Linked DNA regions of Sus scrofa: region 2 is linked to region 1. The links are chromatin contacts, called in public Hi-C maps. All regions are on one chromosome and are shown on one strand. Each heading gives the region's core, a stretch centred on a gene start, on an enhancer-like site or on the middle of the called end of the contact. The rest is flanking DNA. Distances are from core to core; before and after follow the strand shown. Region 1 holds the start of RNF223 (RING finger protein 223). Region 2 overlaps LOC100620540 (tyrosine-protein phosphatase non-receptor type 11-like).

Evidence for each region. Hi-C and Micro-C count contacts between places; a contact is called where the count stands out from the background.
Region 2: a contact with region 1 is called in a Hi-C map of liver, with 4 times the contacts expected there. The contact joins the enhancer-like site here to the promoter of RNF223 in region 1. A contact is called at or near these places in 3 of 47 Hi-C or Micro-C datasets (embryonic fibroblasts, heart right ventricle and liver) and 1 of 2 datasets of contacts at active chromatin or transcription factors (alveolar macrophages).

Annotation. Positions count from the first base shown.
Region 1 is chr6:63,441,400-63,448,422 of Sscrofa11.1, reverse strand. RNF223 (RING finger protein 223) reads left to right here and starts at 3,666. Exons shown (of 9, transcript XM_021095183.1): 1 at 3,666-3,797. LOC106509643 (a long non-coding RNA gene) reads right to left here and starts at 3,558. Exons shown (of 3, transcript XR_002344844.1): 1 at 3,420-3,558; 2 at 1-2,014.
Region 2 is chr6:63,408,580-63,415,602 of Sscrofa11.1, reverse strand. It overlaps LOC100620540 (tyrosine-protein phosphatase non-receptor type 11-like), which reads right to left. Exons shown (of 15, transcript XM_021097586.1): 8 at 6,940-7,023; 9 at 6,666-6,745; 10 at 6,163-6,318; 11 at 5,818-5,949; 12 at 4,929-5,083; 13 at 4,751-4,818; 14 at 4,307-4,622; 15 at 3,299-4,133. The coding sequence ends at 4,079. RNF223 (RING finger protein 223) reads left to right here. Exons shown (of 9, transcript XM_021095183.1): 8 at 1-175; 9 at 1,246-2,523. The coding sequence starts at 55. The coding sequence ends at 2,006. Among named protein-coding and RNA genes, the nearest start is that of RNF223, 33 kb to the left of the region's middle. Within about 2 kb of position 4,447, at least 49 of the 83 cell types and tissues checked have an H3K27ac peak or open chromatin away from gene starts, as enhancers often do. A contact at or near this core is called in alveolar macrophages, embryonic fibroblasts and liver, where this site is marked.

The DNA of each region.
Region 1 (7,023 bases), core at 2,417-4,916:
GCAGCGGCTCAGGTTGCTGCTGTAAGGGGGGTTCGATCCCTGGTCAAGGAACTTTCACACACCACAGGTGCAGTAAAAACCCCACAAACCAAAAAAAGGCAGCGAAGGGAACGGAGGTCACCACGAGTCACAGTCAAAGGGCTGTTGGCCCTGAGAAGCTGGAATTGGAAGTCTGGAAGGGTCGAGTCAGAGACGAAAACGAAATAGAAACAGGCCTCTGCTTCTAGCCCAGATGTATCCCAGGTACCCCCACCCCCGCCCCAACCGACTAGAACCCAGACAAGACCAGGAGGCAACGGTCCCCAAGGCACAGGACATCAGGCGACCAAGGACAGTGACCCCCAGGATGAGGGTGCAATTGCGGTGAGTGCCCTGGCTGCCCAGCTCACGGCTGCCAGCTCCCGGGCAGATGGTCCCAAGGGATGAGTGCGGCCAGAGTTCACAGGATGGAGCCGTGAGGGGAGTGCTCTTGAACCCGCGGGGGCCGCTAGGGAACTCAGGAGTGGGGCACAATAAGCCCTGGAGCGCGGGCTGCCCAGAACCTCCTCACGGGGCTCAAGGGGAAGATCCAAAAGGGTCAAACGGCCGCCAAGGAATTTTTCGGCATATCCCAGAACAGAGCCCAAGAGCATGGATTATAAGATTGTCCAGAAGCAAGGTAAGGTTGCCATCTGGCAAGCAACCAAGGATGGCCACAGTTGGCTCAAAAATAAGCACATAACAGAACCAAACAACCTGAATAATCGTTAAAAACCTTCTTACAAAGAGAATTCCCAACCCATTTAAATTCCTAAACATTTAAGGGACAGATGAGACCAAGTATCTGCTGGCTGGTCCACAGTGAAGAGGAGGTGAGCTTCCCGCCTAGTCTGAGGACAGCGAGACCCTCACAGCAGATACAAGGCATCCTGGCAAATTACTCTTAACTCGGAGAATTTTAGCAAATTAATACAGCAATAGGATAACCTATCATGACCAGATGGGATTTCCTCGGAACATAAGGCTGGTTTAACATCCGAGAATCAGTGTGGTCCCACGTGAACAAACTAAAAAGGAGAAGCCAGATGATCATCTCAATAGATTTTTTAAAAAGCGTTTCGACAAAACCGAAAGCAAACAAACAAACAAAAACCACGTAGAAGGAGAGGGCACTTCCTCAGTTTAGTGAGGCGGGGGTTCCTGTGGGCCTCGACAGGTGGAGTATGGATGAGACCTCAAGGCAGAGGTGTTGAGGGGGCAGCTGGTTACATGGAGACAAGGTGCAGACAATTGTATTGTTCATTTCAGGAACTTCATGGGGGAAAAAAACTCTAAACACCAGGCTTTCAACAGATCCCATGACTCCTCCGACGCCCTGCCTTGCTGTGTCCACCAACCCTCAACTACCACGCGGGGACTTTCCCCCACCTGCACCGAGCCTCCTCCGCACTGGAAGCTCACCCTGACCCTGACCTGTGCCTCCCAGATCGGGGCACTGCAGAGACTCAGCCAAGAACCCAGGCGTATCATCTCATCTGCAGGCTTCTTGAGCAGCATTTTCAGGGAGCCCAGGTCTGACGCTACTGAGACGCACTGGCGGAAAGGTCACCCTCTGATATCAGAGGATGCATTATGAATGGATGCCCTGACCTTAGAGAAACTTGGGGCTGAAGCAGGAAGGCTCAGCAATAAATACCAAGTTCCCACTGGTCTTCAGAAAACCACCAAGAAGGTGGAAAGGTGCAGAGCCGTACAAAGCAATTCTGTGACACGGCGCAGGTGGGCGCAGAGCCCAGAGGAGCTGCTTCAATGAGGCAGGACTACTGCCCGAGGATGGCTCACACTGGGCCAGCTTCCTCCCGACCACGTGGGCCCACTGTCCTCTGGGAGGGAAGACCCAGAGCGACTCATCCTCCTGCCCCATGCTCTTACTTGGAGAGTAGCTCGCCCGGTGAGTCTGATACTCCATTTCCGTTGAAGGGTGTTCAAACTTGGGATGAATGTCCTGAGGCAGCGTCCAGAAGGGGAGGAGAACCTGCAGGATTCAGCCAGATGACCAACTGCACAGAAGCCAGCCAGGAAGGGAGCTGTGGTCGTCAGGGAGCCCAGGGACTGGGAGCGGCCTGGAGCCACCTGTCCAATAGCACTCGTGCCCTGCACCCCTGCACACCCTAACCCTATCTGCACCCGACTCAAACAACGCTCCCAGGGTCCTGCCCTCTCCTCGGCACACTTGCGATCCCATTTCCTGAGAAGTTAGGAGTGCTGCAGGACACACACTGCTCTTCTTGTCTGGGGCGGCTCAGAGGCAGAGCCTGAGACCACACAGAAATTCCCGTGTGTCACAGTTCCCATAGTGGCTCAGTGGTTAATGAATCTGACTAGCATCCATGAGGACGCAGGTTCGATCCCTGGCCTCGCTCAGTGCGTTAAGGATCCGGTGTTGCCATGAGCTGTGGTGTAGGTCACAGACGTGGCTTGAATCCTGCGTTGCTGTGGCTGTGATGTAGACTGGCAGCGGCAGCTCCGATTTGACTCCTAGCCTGGGAACCTCCATATGTGACCCTAAAAAAAAAAAAGCGAAAAAAAAAAAAAAAGAAAAAGAAAAAAGAAAGAAATTCCCCTGTGTCATCCTGTTGGGACAAACCAGTCCAGGATGCCAGACAGTCCTGTCACCTAGACCCCACACCCACAGTCTTTAGGACTGACTGTGGGGGACAGTCACAGTCCCTGGGAGGCACAAGGTCACGGGGTGGAGCTTTCGTGGACAGAGCAACCAGTCCGACCAGTTCAGAGAAACCCGAGATCACACTTCTTTCCCGTCCATCCTTATTCATGTTGAATAAGGATGCTGGGGAGAGATCTGAGAGCCAGTGTTACAGGCGCCCATGCTGACAGCAGTTTGCTGTGTGGGTGCCCTTCCCGGTCCAGGCCTCTCACTCAGACTCACTCGCCCAGGCACTGCTCTCCCAGTAGCCGCCCTTGCGGAAGATCCGCCCCCTGTCCCCGCACCCAAAGATACACAAAGCACAAGGGCGGTGGTGGTTTTACTCTCTTTTCTCCCTAGGCAAAGCCTCTCCCGGGACCAGCTCCGCACGTCCGTCCCTCGGTGCAGACCGGGCCCCGGGTATCCCACTACCCCGCCCCTCTCCGTGAGAAGGGCTTTGCCCGCCCGGAAAGCGGCATGAGTCACGAAGGTGGCAGAACTGGGCGCAGGGGGGCGCTCGGCAGCCCCGGAACAGAGTACTTCCTGGGGAACCCCTCCCCCAGAGAGGACGCAAACATCGCAGAGGCCTTTTCCCCGCCAGCCGTCCTCCGCGCCCGGGCGCGGGACTGGCATCAGGGCGGAAGCGGTCGCCAGGTACTGCGGCGCCTCTCCCCAGGATGCGCCACTGGAACCCTGTGCTGTCTCCGGAACCGCTACTCCGCCGGAAACCGACGGGCAGTCCAGCCGAGCGTTGACGGAGGAGACCCGGGCGACTTTTCGGAAACCGGAACGCAGACGCCTCGGACTGCAGGGCTCTTTGGTCTCCTGGCAACGCCGGACGGCGGCGTAGTCCTTCCCTTACTTCTGCTGCCATGTTTAGGGCCCTAGACTACATTTCCCAGGTCGCTTCGCGCGAACCTTCAGATCTCGCGAGAACTCTGGCCTGGAACCCTCCGGGGGAGGAGACTCGCGCGGACCGCCGGGAGTTGTAGTTCCGGTTTGGGAGCTGTGCTCCCTGGCACCCGGGCTGAGAGACTTCAAGTCCCAAGGGGGCACAGCGCGACCGCCTGGAGGGCGGGGGGTATGAAAGAGGAACCCGGAGGGCGCAGGGGTGAGTGAGGGGCCGGGAGTGGGCGGGCGGGGGCTGGCTAGGGGTTGGCTGGGGGCGGGGACTGCGGCGGCCCTGGCTGTGCGGAGTCCCGCCGGGGCAGTCAGGGCGGCGGGGTTTGGCCGCCCTTTCTCTCTGTGCCCCTCGCCCCGCCACCGGCTCAGGGCGCCCCGGACGCGCGGGAGGAACCGCGAGTCCCAGGAGGTTTCCCATTTCAGCTCGCTGATCGCCACTGGAGTGTCAGGCCTCGTCCAACAGGGGTTCGTGTGCGTAGTCACCAGAACGATTTAATTGACGTTCTAGTTTAAGTTCATTAAGATCGGGGGGTTTGGACGCGCTTCTCACAGCGCTCCTGCAAACGCAGCTCCCTGGTGGCGGGGCGCTCAGGTGGCCCGGCTTTGTCCTGTGTTCTCAGGGTCACCGCGGTGCTGGAGGTAGCGCTGGGCCTCGTCCTCTGCGCCTCAGCCCGCGCCCCCGTAGCAGCCTTGTTCAGCCATAATCTGAATGCAGAAGCTCCTAGAAGGAAATAAAATCTGAATTTTACGGAAAGTTTCTTCTGGCACACGCGCACTCCACCCCGCCCCGGTGTGCGTCTCCCAAAGACAGAGCAAACGTGCCTTGGAGGGTGGTCACCCCAGGACCCTCCCTGCACCGCCCTGTTCTGCAAGGTAAGCGTAATTCACTTGAAGAATGATCTCTAGTCACCACAGTACTGAGAATTCCGCATCCCCACGGCCAGGAACCCCCTGGGGAGTTCCGGGGGTCCTCCCATCAGTACCTTCTCAGGGCTGCGGAGTCCACGGAGCACCTACACGTACACAGACTTTGCATCCAGTCAGATTGTGTACACCATCGGTTCTCCATCAGCACGATGGGACTTTCGGGTTGAGAAACATGTTAATGAACAGGGCCACACACAGTTCTCCTTTTGTCCTGAGAGCCACATTGCTCCCTTTGCTTGCTGAGAAAGTGACTGGCAGGAACCTGCCCTGAGGGGCTGGAGATCCAGCAGGTCCTCCCGTGCTGTGCTGGGCAGTGGGAGAAACAAGATCAGCACATGGGATTTTTTTTTTTTTTGGTCTGTTCATCTTTTAGAGCTGCACCCCCTGGGCGTATGGAGGTTCCTAGGCTAGGGGTCTAATTGGAGCTGTAGCCGCCAGCCTATGTCACAGCCACAGCAACACCAGATCCGACCCATGTCTGCGAGCTACACCACAGCACACGGCAATGCCAGATCCTTAACCCACTGAGCGAGGCCAGGGATCGAACCTGCGACCGCATGGTTCCTAGCTGGATTCGTTTCCGCTGCGCCACAATGGGAACTCCAGCGCATGTGATTTTTAAAGCTGGCGACCCCCCCTCTCCAGCCACAGCCGCCGCAAAGCCTGGAGGAGCGGTATGTATGTGGCGTCCACCGCCCCCTGCAGTGGTCATCCAGGCAAGGCTTCCTACCAGGGAGCCCGTTTACATGGTTGTCCAGCCAGCACCCAGCCCCTGTTGACTGGTCAGAGTGATTCCACCCGCTTCGTGATGTGTTACTTGTGCAGAATCACAGTGACTTCTTCATTGAAACCACTTTTTCTAAGGAAGAATGAGCTGTGCAAGAACGCACAGTACAGTGTAAATTCTCACCAAACTGCATTACATTGTGGAAACTCGTGCTCCATTACTTAGCTGTTTGGCTCCCATGAGATCTTCAAAATAGAAAATGAATTGCATTTATTCAGTTAGTGCGTGTAATTCACATAAATGAAATGCACAGGCTCCGTTTGATCAATTTTGACAAAGGCGTACAACTGTCACCTGCACGCCCATCATGACAGGACAGTTCTGTCTTCCCTAAAGGTTCCCCTGTGTTGTGGGCCGATTGGCTCTGTCGCCCCAAATCCATGACCCCAGTGTGATGGTGTCTGGAGGTGGAGCCTTTGGGAGGTGATCGGGGTGAGCTGGGGCCCGTGCTGGCATCGGTGCCCTGAGGGCAGGGGCAAGACAGAGCGACCTCCCCACACCCCGCTCACATGACCCCTGCTCGCACACCAAGGAAAGGCCATGAGGACGGTGAGAAGGTGGCCGTCTGCAGGCCAGGAAGGGCCCTCGCCAGACGCCGGGTCTGCCGGCACCTTGACCTTGGGCCTCCCAGCCCCTAGTTCTGCGAGGAGCAGCGTCTGGTCTAAGCTGTGCCGGCTGATGAACCTTGTAAACCTTCCCAGCCGCCCCCGACCCCCCCTCCCCCGCCCCCGCCAGAAGCGCAGGCAGGGCTCTTCACTGTTTCTGTGTGAGAGCTCACGGGCACGGGGTGCCCCTGGCCGCGCACAGCGTGGTGGGCATTTTCTGATGGCTGGTCTCCGGGCTGTCTTGTGTGACCCTGAGCAGCGCCTTCCTGCGTGTGTGCTCTGGGGCCCAGTGGCTTGTCTTCAGCCTGCATCTCCTTGAGTGCTGTGCCGAGCGTGTGTGTCCGTCTCTGGCGCCCTCCCCAACCTCTTTTCTGAAGTGTCTGGTCAAATCTGTCGCCTTTAAAAAAAAAAAAGTCAAGCTGTAAGGCCCTTGCTGTTGGTCGGATAGATGTATTGGGGATGGTAGCTCCCATTTTTTGACTTGCCTGTTCATTTTATTAATGGTGTCTTAAAAAGTTAACTTTAAAATTTTTGGAATGGTTTTAGATTCACAGGGAGGTTGCCAACCAAGGGGCGTTTGTGGAAACTGAGGCTCCGTTACTGTCCCCTGCACTCCAGGTGTCAGGCCATGTGCTGCCCCCGTGTCCTCTTTGTGCCCCGGATGCTGGCCAGGATCCTGTCTTTTCATGACCCGGACAGTTTTGAGAAGGGCTGCTTGGCTGTTTTTGTAGCATGTCCCTGATGTTGCGTTTGTCTGATGTGTTTTCTCATGGTTGGACGGGGGTGTGGGTTTTTGGGACGAAGACTCCAGAGGTGAGATGACCCTCTAGCCACATCGTGTCAGGGGCACCTGGCATCCACACCTGGTCCTGGTCGCTTGGTTCAGGTGGTGTCTGCCAAGGAGAGTTCTCCTGTCCTGTCCTTCCCCGGGGGCGGTTTGGATTCCGTTTGAAGGACGGACTTGTGGGCGTTCGTCTGCACTTTGGAGGGGAACCAGCTCTGCGCTCTTTGTCTGCCCACCTTGGTCCAGCCTTGGCCACTGGGAGGCCACCCTCTGCCCTGAGTTGTTTTGAGCCCTTCTTTCCTTTCTGGCACTGCCAACTGCTCCAGCTGCT
Region 2 (7,023 bases), core at 3,198-5,697, 34 kb after region 1:
TGCCTAGCCTGCGGCGACTGCTGTCACCAAAACCTAGCGCTATCTCATGCCCAGATGCCAGAGGCCCCCGTGACATCACACAGTGTTGTCACCGTCAGGAGACACCTGAGCCTTCGTGGCATGTCACTGCGAAGTCATTGCACCAGCCCACCTGGACGGACCAAGTCAGGCTCAGGTCATTGTTGGGGGCCCTCCTGGGCTCCATCGGGAAGGTGATGGGCGAGTCACCCCCTCTCGGACCCCTATGGCCACCTTGGGTGGAGACCTGGGCTCCGTGGAGGGGCAGCAGGCAGGTCACCTGAGCCTCCCCAGGAAGATAGAGGCAGGGACTCCTGTGAGAGGGAACAGGTTAGGTGGGGACATCCCACTGCCTCCTGGCTGGTAGCTGTGGCCGAAGGGACTCTTCAGGTGCTGGGCCGGCCTGGAGAGGACGGCAGGGCCTGTCCGCCTCCTGCTCCCTGGGCTGCAGGCTGAGGAGCATTTCAGGGCCGTTGTCACACGCCAGACAAGCTGGCCCTGCAGGTTTGGGCCGTGGCTGGGAGACAAACCCACTTCTCGGGCCACAGCCACTGCCCTTGCTCAGGCCCTTCCCACCTCCTGCAGCCCGACCAGCTCAGGCCAGCTCCCAGATCCTGACTCCCAACTCGCACACCACCCAGCCCGGCCCTCACCCTCACACAACTGACTGAAATCTGAGTGTGCCCCAACCAATCAGCTGCCCACACTGGGATCCCTGGTAGACCCACTTCGCCTGACCTGGAGCCACACCCCGCAAGAGCCTAGGTCCCTCTGAGCTGTATCTTCCGTGCGGCGGCTGTGGCGGATCACGTGAGCAGGGCCCAGCCTGGCAGAGCCCAGTTGTAAACGGTACTGCTGTGGGCCATTGTCATCATCACCATTGTTTCTGACCAGTGGCACAGCCAGGTAGGACAGGGCTGTGGGTGGGTCTGATGAGCAGTGGGCCCCACGGGCTCCATCCTCAGATCTGCCCTGGTCTGCCCCCCCACCCAGGGTTCCCCCCCTTGACTCGGCGTGTGAGGAGGGAGGGAGGGCAGGGTTACAACTTGGGCAGAAAGACCTTGAGCCAGGGACAGGTGGGACTTTGCAGAGAGGCCCACAGATGGGCAGTGTCCTTCCTGGGATCTTTGGGGGCTGGCGCAATAGGTGGGGACAGGGAGAGAGCAACAGGCTGAACTTGCAGGAAACGGGCAGGCAAGGTCACTCATGGTCACCTCTGTCCCACAGCCCAGAACATGTCAGGCCCACGGGTGTGGCACCCGGTCATGCCGCCTTCCAGCAGGAGCAGCCCCACAGCCACAGTGCCCAGGTCCCCCAGCTCAGCGAGCAGCCCCAGGTCCCCGGGCACCCCTGGCTCAGAGAAGGTGGCCTCCCCTCTGGAGTGCTCCATCTGCTTCTCGGGCTACGACAACACCTTCAAGACACCCAAGGAGCTCTCCTGTACTCACGTCTTCTGCCTGGAGTGCCTGGCACGACTGGCGGCTGCCCAGCCCTCAGGCCGGCCGGGTGGCGAGGCGATGCCCTGCCCTTTCTGCCGGCAGCCCACGGCTGTGCCTGCTGCTGGGGCCCCTGCTCTGCGCACCAGCCGCCAGCTGCAGGCCAGGATGCCGGCGCACCTGCGGCGGGAGGAGCCTGTGTGGCTGGAGGGCACCAAGCTATGCTGCCGCCCGCAGCCCTCTGCACCCGGCCTGGCAGCGCCTGGCTTCATCAGCGTAGATGTGGGCCTGAGCAAGCCCTCTGAGCCCCCTGTGCCTATACCTACCCTGGGCGCTGCCCGCCGCAGCGGCCGCCTGGCGCGCTGCTGGGCACGCTGCGGGGACTGGAGACGGGTGGCACTCATTACAGCCTTGCTGCTTGTGCTCTTCTGCGTGGTGCTGTGGCCCGTGCAGTGTGCTCTCAAGACGGGGAGCCTGCGCTGCCTGTCCCGGCCCCCTGCCACCACCACTGCTGCCACGACCTACTCATTTGGGTCCCTGGCTGACAACTAGGGTCACCAGCTCCACGTGTGGATGCCCAGCCCACCGCTGGGGTCACAGGTGTAGCAGGTATCTGGGGTCCTGCCCGGGATTCTGGAGGAGCCCCAGCATCTCCCTACCCCACGGGGCTCACTTGCCTCCCTCTCTGGGGCTGGGTCCTATGGGGTGGACAAAAAGGTCCCCTGAGCTCCCGAGAATCACAGGTTCCTATGGGCCCTAAGACCCATCCCCACCTCCCATCATGGAGATGGGGAAACGGAGGCCCAGGAGAGACGGCTTGGTGAGGCCCCTCCTTGTACACACTGTGAACGGCCGGCAGGACCAGCCCCTTGCTGAAAACGGAGGAGGCTCTCCATCTCCATTTTTTCTTCACATTTCACCACAGCTCCTTCCCTTGCTCAGGTGGGGCTGGCCCCTTCCCTTGGGTGATCAGGGAACAGAGGGCAGGGGTAGGGTGCCCAGGCCCCCGGTGCGCATCCCACCCTCCTGAATTGTACAGTGTTAAATAAATTATTTTGTACCCACTTTAGGAAGGTGCCCTCACTCTGTGTGTCCTCCTTCCTGCACCATTAAGCCCCTCCCTCCAGAAAGGCCCACCGTCTGCCTTTGTCGCAAAGACCCTCCATCCAAAGGACACCCCCACTGGATTGGACTCCCAGCAGCCCCGGGTTTTAGAGGATCCAACACCTGTCCCCTCTGGGCTGTGGATGGGCTGTCCCCCAGGGCCATGAGGTGCCCCCTGGGAGAGGGGAAGGGCCCAGAGCACTGGGTAGGCAGGACCGGTGAGGGGCCTTGGCCTGGTCCACAGCCCTCCTCCTCATCCCCCACCGTGGTCACACCAGGCTGCATCCCCCAGAAGTCATGGCCCCACAGCCCTGCCAGGAGCCCTGACTGGGGGCCCACGGGATCCCCAAATCCCCGGGGAACTGAGGCCTCAGGGTGTACAGAAGTGGAGGTGGTGACAACTAGCACGTTCTGAAGATCCACAGGCCTCAGGTCCCTCCAGCAGACTCTCCCTGGGCCACACCTGGCTGGCGAAGCGAGTGTGGCGAGGGATTGGCAGGAGTCCTGCCAATATCATCTACCCCATCCCCGCCCAGTTCTGCTCTCGGCCCCAGGAATCCTGCACCACCAGATTGGTCCTGGCTGGTATGGGACTCAGCCTCCTCATCCCTCACCCCAAAGTCCAGGACTTCTTGCTCCAACCAGCTGGGCCTCTGGCCCAGGAAGCCCCTGGGGAAGCTGGGGCCCGTTGTGGGGCCCCATGTGCTCCCTTTCCCCAGACCCCAACAAAGACACAGAACTGAGAATAAGGCATTTTACTGAGGATACCACAGGGCCACAGGGCCATCTGTGACACGAGGCTGCAACTATGGGCCACGTGCAGTGACGTCACAGTGCCACACACCAGTCATGCACACATGGAGCCTCGCCCTCATCATATGGTCACAGGAGCACGTCACACATTCCCTCGTTCAACAAGCATTTATCCACACATGACGGCAATGTGATGGTCTGGGCCAGGCTTGGACACAGCAGGGACTGAGCCACTGCCTGGGCCACATCCCAGACCATGGCTGTGGGCAGGGGGAGGAGCAGCTCCGAAGGGGTACGGGGGGATGCACAGGATGCAGGGCAGGGGCCACAAACGCCGGTGACTACAGTCTGGTCAAGCACAGACTGCCACTCACTTGCTCATGTGCCAAATACAGGCCGTGACACTCAAATACGTGGCTCACACAAAGTCACACGTGGTCACTGCGCCATGCAGGTGGTCACTGGTGGCCTCCCATACCACACCAAGACAAACAGCAGCCCTGCCTCTCCTCCTCCACCTTCGCCTGGGAGCCCCTGGAGGGCCAGCAACACAACTCCTGAGCGCCCCTCCCCATTCCTGGGCGTGCAGGCCGGGTTAGGGCAGGTCTGAGGGGCAGGCCTGGGCGCCCTCCCCCGCGCGCTCTGGCATGGGCGCTGGTCTGCAGTCCTAAACACAGTCCCTCGGAGGAACGCGAGGGCCGGCCTTGCTGGCCTCCCGTCTCCTCGCACGGCTCCAGCCCTACTCAGGGCGCTCGCACGCGGGGCTCTCAGGGCCTGAGGCCCAGCAGGTTCTCGTACTCGCGACCGGAGGCCTCTGGGGTCCTGCGGGTAGAGACGTGCTTGGGCTGGGGCCCACCTGAGATCCCGCCCCCTCGCCTCGGGCCACGCCCCCAGGCCTCGGCGGGGCCGCCTCCCCACGCCCGAGGCCACGCCCTCAAGGCCTCCCCGCTCCGGGTCCGGACTCCGCCGGCCCCGATCCTCGACGACCTACTCACGCCTCGGGTGCCGGGGACGGCGCGGGTCCCGGGCTACAGCCGCGGTCGGCTGGCAAGGCGCCCACGTTCAGAGAGTCGTGCTCCTTAGGCGGCTCGCGCTGAGGGGAGGGACCGCTGGTCACCATGGTGATGCCCGCGCTGGCTCCGCCCCGGACCGGCCCCGCCTCCTGCTCGCGCAGGCGCAGCTGCTGTCCCTGGATGTACCGCTGCAGCGCCAGGTACACGAACTTGTACTGCGCCTCCGTCTGCACCATCCCGGAGCGCTGTCGCCGCACCAGCTGGATCGTCTTGGGGACGTCGATATCGCAGTCCAGCCCTGGGGACGAGCGCACTCAGGAGGGGGTGGGAGGGCTAGAGGAAATGGGCGGGGCCCTGCAATGGCGGGGGGCGGGGCTAGATGGGAGGGAGGGGCGGACAAGGAGGGGTGGGCCTGGGGCGGCTCACCCTGCCTGCGAACGATGTCCACTAGGATGTCAATCACAATAATGGTGCCAGTGCGTCCGATGCCCGCGCTGTGGAGGTGGACCAGGGAGGCCTGTGGCCAGCTGATGGGACAAAGCTCTGACCCCTTCCCCAGTCGCACTGTGCCGCTGGCCCCACCACGCCCTGTCCCGGCTCGCACCTGCAGTGCACCACCACGGGTCCGGCCCCTGGCATGCTGTTCTGCGCCCGGTTCACCTCGTCCAGGAAGCCCAGGACGCCGGCAGGCTCGGCCGGGACTCCATGGTCCGGCCAGCTGCAGTACTGATAGTGCTTCACAACGCGCTGCGACTCCTCCTGGGCAGGGCAGGCTGGTGAGCTCCAGCCTGGCAGTCTGGGCGGATCCCAGGAGGGCCGGACCGCAGTGTGGCAGGATTGGAGCAGGCGCTGCCGTGACTCTCGGGCGGGAGGGGCGCAGGGAATGAACCGGAGGAGGGGGGCCGTGGCTCAGCGGAGTTTACCAGAAGGAATGTCCCGCAGGGCCCAGGAGCAGGAGGGAGTGGGAGGAAATGATGGTATTCAAAGCTTGGGGGACCCCCAGATGGCCCCGGGTGGCTCAGGTGCAGTGGGTAAGGGAAGAAAGACCATCGGGGGTGGGGGCAGCTTCCCTGGACAGTGAGTTCTATTTGGGAAGGGCCAAAAAAAATCCCTTCCCCCCCAGAGGCTTGCAGGAGCCCCACCCCCCCAAGGTGGATGGACAAATGGGACTGGCTGGAGGGATCTGTGCCTGGGACAGAAATAGGCACCACTGGCACCCAAAGAAGTCCATAGGTACCCAGATGGCCCAGGGAAGGACTAGAGCGAGAGGCAGGTGTGGGTAGGAGGCCACCTGGAGCCAGGCAACAGGAGCTGAGAACCTGCCTGCCTGGGGACACTGTGCCCACTGGGCTGAGGGACATGGAAGCCACTAAGGCCAGTGGGGCTGGGTGGAGGCGGGGCCAGCACAGGGCTGCCTCATCCTAGTGAAGACCTGGGGACTTCCCGACCCCTCTGACCCTGGCCCAACATGTCCCGTTGCCCTCCAGACTCACCTGGTTTGGCTGCCACACCTGCAGCTCCCGCACACAATAGCCCTGAGCCCAGTGCTCAGCCACGTTGCGCACACGCAGGTGGCCATACCCTTGGCTGCCATGCAGCTCTGGCCAGTATCGGAAACACTTGTTCTGGAAGGGTGGGTGCGTTGCATCAGCCATGGTGGAAGACCACCAGCGCCCTTGCCCCTCGGTGCTGTGGGGCATACAGGGTCTCTCCGGGAAAATCCCTTCCCCCCCAGAATCCCTAAGACTGAAGAAGCAAGGCTGGGCCAGCACCAGCCAGCACAGGTGCAGCTGGGCACACAGTGGGAGGAAGAGGGGAACACGATCCTGAGCTCCTACCCGGCCTCGCTCCACCTCCCTGGTGGTCATGACAATGACACGGGTGTTCTCCTGGTGCACCATGGCCCAGAAGGCAGCTACCGTGGTCTGCAGGCAGCCCTGGGTGGCAATGTACAACTTGCCCAGTCCATGGCCTGGCTTCTCTTCTGGGTCACTCTGAAAGGAGGTGGGGTCAGCTGCCTGGCATTTCCAGGAATTACAGTGCCAGAGGACAAATGCATTTGATGCAAATGATACGCAAAGTAGCTCAGCTGGCTCACACAAGTCCCTCCCACTCTAGGCTGGGGAGGGGCTTAGGACCAATATTTAGTCCAGCAGGCTCTGAGGCCCTCTCTGGGGACCCTAGGGCACTGTCACAACCCCTCCCCCTGAATATCTATTGTCCTGCCAAGGTCCACAGACAAACAGAGGCCAGCAGGCGCTCCAGGCTCATAATAAGGGGACAGGAAGACTGGTGTTTGTTCCTTGCAGGGCCACGCATGCAGCTGGCCACGCACACTCACCCTGATGTAGTTGGCATTGATGTAGTCAGCCCCAGGCACATTCTTGTCCACGTCACGCAACACGACACGGGTGGTATCAACTGGGGAGGGAAGATGCCACTCAGGTCTCCAGGAAGGAGGGGGTGTTTGTGGACCCTGTCTGCTTCCTTGCCCGCTGACCCGTGGTGAGCGGAGACAAGGCACGAAGGGGCAATGACCCCTACCTCCACCCCCTGGGCTCCTCTGCAGAAGGGGCCTGTGAATGTGGTGGTGGAGCCCCGGCCCCCCGCCTCACATGGAAGAATGTTCTTGTAGCGATTCTTGGGCTTGTTCTCCAGCCGCTGCCCTTCCCTCCGGGGATGCAGGAGCTGGCATTCCT